Linked DNA regions of Mus musculus: region 1 is linked to region 2. The links are chromatin contacts, called in public Hi-C maps. All regions are on one chromosome and are shown on one strand. The core of a region is the stretch at or near the end of the contact, and the rest is flanking DNA. Distances in the headings are between cores, read along the strand shown. Region 1 overlaps Tbc1d2b (TBC1 domain family, member 2B). Region 2 holds the start of Snx14 (sorting nexin 14).

Region 1 (2,700 bases), core at 98-2,597, 1.8 Mb after region 2:
TGCAGATGGGAAGTCTGCATACTAGGAAGCTGCATACACCACAGGAAAGGTTTTACCCACGTTCCCAAAGGCTGTAATGGCGGTTAATGGGAAGGGCCTCACGTCTTCAACTTAAGAAAGATTATACTCATTTCCAAGGAACTTTCCCCATAAGCAATAAAAGCTGATAAGTCTGATAATACAAAACAAAGTTAAGATGGATGGCAGACAACATCCCACGTCTAACAGACTTCAGCTTCCAATGTTTTCTTTTGAGTGTTTCACAATCATGTATGAGCCTAGAAACAATCTCGAGGGATTGTGGTCCATACTAATGGAAAAATACATGCTTCCTCTGGAAGGTTTTTTGAGCCCAAGTGAGAGGCTGAGGCAGCTAATAATGGGCCTTCTGCTCCTCAGAGGACAAGATGCGATTTCACCTACTCCACACTACTAGGGAAAACAATAAATTCTCATTGGTTAAGTCTTTAAATTGCTCATAGAAATTAGCATTTTCACATATCTTATGAAAATAACCACTTGAACTCTAAGCCAGCTCCTTTGTGAGGGCTGGACACTTTCTGTGCTTCTTACTTACTGATGGGTGCCCAGCTGGACGGTGCTGCTGCCCTCAGCATCCGAGCAGTATGCTTTACAAAGCAAATGCTTGTGCTAGCTTGGGCGGCACATAGGCTAACACTAGACCAGCAGAGAAGATTGGTGTGGCCCCATGAAGAAATGGTAAGTCAACCTGTGAGGTGTTCCATATTAAAAAAAAAATCTTCAAGAGAAAAGCAGTTTCTTAAAGGACCTTTAACTTGATACCATTATAGATGGCAGCCAAGTACAGGGACTCACACCTGTAATCCCAACATTCCACTGCTGAGAGGCTGAGGTTAACATGGGCTGCGTGGCGAGTTCCAGGCCAGCCTGGCCCGCAGTGGGACCCTGCTGTTGGGGGAAGGGCAATTGCTGGTGATGGACTTAGAAGAAAGTCCACTAGCAAATCAGAAGACAGGCTGAAAGTATGAAGGCATAGGTGCAGCACTCACGGCCAGCCTGTGAGGTGCTGGCTGAACTACATCTCATCTCGGGCTATCCACGCAGGCAAGGTTCTTCAGGATGCCTGCACGGGCAAGGCCACTCCCTGGGCCTGCTCTTCCTCTCAGGAAACGGCAAAGCCTGTCAAATGCGTTCAGTTCCAGAGGAAGGGAGCACGGGAAGCTTCCAAGAGAGCTCCATTATGGTGGCTCTGACACTGCAAAGTCAAGTAGGAACTCCTGTGGCCTGAGCCAGGGGCCTGCTGGCCAGCCCTGCTCCAACACTGCCTCCTCCCAGAGCACAGAAACCCAGAATGCAAAGCCGACTGCAGCTGTAAACCACAGACTGCTAACCTGAGAAGAAAGGGCTCACACTTCACTGTTTCCACCCATGTGGTTCTGATAGTTTGCTTTACCATCAAAGGCCAGAGAGAAGGCGACCGAAGTCCATCCCCGGAACTCATGTAATGGAAGGAGTAACGGCTCTCCCAAGGTGCCCTATGACATCATGGCCATCATCAAACAGTACCCTAAAGAACAGTCACTCGTGACCCACAAAGCAGAGAGGAGAGGCCAGAGATCTACAGCAGAAGGGCAGGGATATCCACTGGAAATGCAGACCGTTGAAGCCTACACTGGCCTACTGAGCATGGCTGAGTCTCCAGGAGGGCAGGAAGCCCACCATTGTCCTTCCACAGCATCGGAGACTTGCTCTACATAGCCACTTTCAGGACCACTGTTCCGAGGAAGCCACATTTCTTCAAAGGACAGGAAAAGTCTTGCTAGCCTGTTACCTCTGGAATGGCACATGTGAGAGTTTGGTAAACTGTTAAGTTCCCTTCTTACGGTTAGAGGATTTGCTCTAGCCAAAAGCCTACTTCCTTTGGTAAACACTTTATCACAAAGGCGTGGGAGAGGATGAGGCACAGACCCATCCCTGCTTCTGTTTGGTCAGCTCCCACTGGAAGTTTATAATCTCTACCGTCCATTTCCAAACTTCGTGCAATTAAGCTTCCTCAATTTATGTCCAAAACAAAGTGTTAAATGAACAATTGAGAGTATGTATAAGACTGTTAGAACATAAGCCTGATTTCCTAGTAATGGATTTACTGTGGAGCAGGTATCCTCCAACAGTGTGGGCCATGTGTCTGCAGGAGAGTTTAGCTCTAAGATGAAGTCACAGCGGGGAATCGTTTTCCTCAATGTGTTATATGCAGGGGAAGGGCAGGCTTATCTCGGGGGACTCTCTAGTTCTGACTTTGGAGCAATGGGCAGAGCACCAACACAGAATGACCTCCTCCAGACCACAGAGCCATTTAACGACAGTGCCCTGATCACATTCCAGTGTACACACAAGATAAGCGCTCCCTGAGGCCAGAGGTGATAGTTGACTCCAGCTGGAGACCCGTCAGGACCTGGCCCTATAAGGCCTGCTGGGTAAGTAGCTGGCGGCAATCACATTTAGAAAGTCAGGCCACCTTCCCTACACAGTCTTCCCAAACTGGGCTGGCTGCCTAGAAGTAATTCCTTTAATCCAAGATCAACATCCTGATAACACTGGCCGGCCATCCTCCAGGCAGGAGCGCTTGGGCTGCCTTGAGGCACTCTGCTGCAAGAAAGGCCCAGTAGTGAAAGCAGAGGAGGCCAGAAGGTCCTCCTCCTGAAGCCCCCCAATTCCTCT
Region 2 (2,700 bases), core at 69-2,568:
GAAGAAAGTTGAGGACAAAACTCACATCCTATAGTTTACATTTTGCTCGGCTTTGCTAGTCCAGCTTGAAACACCTTTCAGAGGACAGAACTGTATTAAGTAACTAGTAATGTCTGCTGTTAAAGGAACTCACTTCTCCCACAGCCCTACAATCAAGCACCTCATCATCACAAGCCGGGCACTTTTTCTGTAAGACAGTAATTCATAGTAATTACTATCTGTTAATCTATCGCTTAAGCCCCAATTCTACAAAGCCACCAAGATGGCAGAAACGAGAGAGAGAGAGAGAGAGAGAGAGAGAGAGCGAGAAATGAAGGAAAACAACAAAACTGTTGTCAGAATCACAGGAAATAGCCTTAGTGAAACTACTAAGTCAAATCTCTTGTGTATGTTTCTCACTGTTATTCTTGCAAATGAATTACTTCAAAATAAAAGGCGACTGCTTGTTCAAAACAGAGAAAAGAATGTGACGATGTTTTTAAGTACACATCTTTTCTACTATCACTGCACCCATACTACTTCTGGAAATATAAAACACAACAAGCTTCAGGGGCGGAGACTTCTGACCTCAAAATGTCAATTTAACTACAGATCTTGAAAAAAAAGAAAAACCAGAATATTGTAGAGTTGCGATGGGTACTACACTGCTTTCTGACTTTGGGTCAAAAACCAGTATTTTAAAGAGACGAAATTGTGGTTGCAAAGGTGTGTGCCGGTGTGAGGGCGTACTGTTGCGAGAGAAGGCTTCCCCAAGAGGAGAGGCTGCGACAGAACCTTGAAGCCACCTCCCTCCGATCACCTTTACTGAACTGAGGTGGCATTACAGATTGTAATTGTAAAACAGACGATAAAGGCTCGTCATTGAGAAATGGTCAAAAAGGAGAGGTTGAGAGCCAGGTAACCACGAAGGCTGCGTGGTCCCGGGCCCGCACCCGTCCGCATATCCGGGAGCAACCTGGGCCGCCCTTCCCGAGACCGCGGTGCAGAGTGCGCTCCTGCCCGCCGCCCAGCAGCCTGCGGGCTCTCGAGCGGCCGCCGCGGGGCCAACAGCAGGTACCTGTTGAGGAGCAGCGAGGCGACGCTGAGGCAGAGCAGCAGAAAGCAGAACAGCGGATACTGACGGCAAATCTCGCGCCCCACGTCCAGCCGCAGCCGCTGCTTCAGCCTCCCGCAGATCGTCCGCACCCAAGACCCCATCTCAGTCCACGCAGGGGAGGACGTGCCGCCCTCAGAGGCAGAGGCGGAGGGCACCCCCAAACCCCGGCGGCGGAGCCACATTGCCACCCACCACCCAGCTTCACAGCTAGACTCAGCCGCACAAGGCCCCGCCCCGCAACCCTCGCCGCGCGTGCGCAACCAACGCCCCAACCACACGCAAGGCCGCCCCAAGGCCGCCGCCACCATCCCGCGGGAGGACTGGGGAGCGCTCGGACTGACGTTCTGGCGCGGCCACCCACTTTCCTTATCCGGAAGTCCAGGGAAACCTAGAATGCAGACTGGCAGAAGAGTGTGGGAAAGCTAATTGCACAGCAGCCGCGTGCGGCTCCTGGAGCCCTCTGGGAAATGTAGTCCATACAGCGGACCCTGCCGCCTCAACCTCTCGGATTCTCGTTGCCACACCTAAGGGAGAGGAGGAAAGGACGCCTTCAAGTCCGCTTTTTAAAAGGGGATCAAGCTGGGGCGTATGACAACCTACCCGCCCGCCACCCACCCGCAATCCACCTCCGAAAGAAAGTCATGTTAGCCACGTAACCAACAACGAGGGAGTCACCTCACCCCGCGATCTTAACCATAACCCAGCGTGTGACGACAGCAGGCTTGGAATCTGGATAGTCCCTTTTAGAATTTCATTCAGCATTTTGTAGGAGCTAAAACTCAGGCATGTAAAGCGTTTGAATTTACCCTACAAACATTACCCTTAGAGCGTAAGCTATTCTAGTTTCAACTACAGCATAATCACATCGCTGAGACAAGCAAGATCCTGCTCGGGATCGCTTCTTAGCGAAAACAGAATTTCATGCTATTCTGACACTGGCAGTTTCCATCAAGCCACCTCTCTCCCCTAGACAGGGAAACAGAACTCCTTGTTTTCTCAAGTGTATGTGCAGCTTCATTAATATTTTCAATATTCTGAAAAGGTGGGTGATCCTTAGTGGCTCATTTCCTTTACAGGATGTACCATCCTTTCTTCCCATTACAGCTGTTAGAAATTCAGGTCTTTGTCCTTAAATTTACATGTATTCCTAATTTCTTCAGAACCAACTTTAATACAACGTGTACCAAAGAACATTAAATACACACTAGCAGTATCTTTAGATGACAGTAACATTTCCACTCATGAAGTGTGCATCTGTCACCAAATTCTTTATATATATATATTCTTTATATACTCATGTGAAGTTTCAAGGTACACACTTAACATTCACTTTTGTAATTTTACACTGTTAACTCCACAAAGAGCACGGTAAATCCCAACAGGGATCAGTAGTCTGGACACAGCAAATACACACTCTCAAACAAATCACAGGACCAAAGGGCTGTAACCCAGTAATAATGTTTACCAAACGTGTAGGGTTTGATACCGAGATTTGCAAAATAGCCTTCCCTTACTGAAATAGACTGGGGCTAATAATGAAATAGAAACCGTTTGGATTAAGTGTATGTTAATCTTCATGCACCGTAAAATGCCTAGTGTGAATC

Evidence for each region. A called contact is a pair of places that touch in the nucleus more often than the background predicts.
Region 1: a contact with region 2 is called in a Hi-C map of regulatory T cells, with 6 times the contacts expected there. The contact joins the enhancer-like site here to the promoter of Snx14 in region 2. A contact is called at or near these places in 2 of 39 promoter capture datasets (erythroid cells and pre-B cells) and 1 of 484 Hi-C or Micro-C datasets (regulatory T cells).

Annotation. Positions count from the first base shown.
Region 1 is chr9:90,258,359-90,261,058 of GRCm38.p6, forward strand. All of the region lies in intron 1 of Tbc1d2b (TBC1 domain family, member 2B), which reads right to left. Among named protein-coding and RNA genes, the nearest start is that of Tbc1d2b, 11 kb to the right of the region's middle. Within about 2 kb of position 1,348, at least 106 of the 459 cell types and tissues checked have an H3K27ac peak or open chromatin away from gene starts, as enhancers often do. A contact at or near this core is called in regulatory T cells, where this site is marked.
Region 2 is chr9:88,437,611-88,440,310 of GRCm38.p6, forward strand. Snx14 (sorting nexin 14) reads right to left here and starts at 1,319. Exons shown (of 29, transcript NM_001359958.2): 1 at 1,058-1,319. The coding sequence starts at 1,197.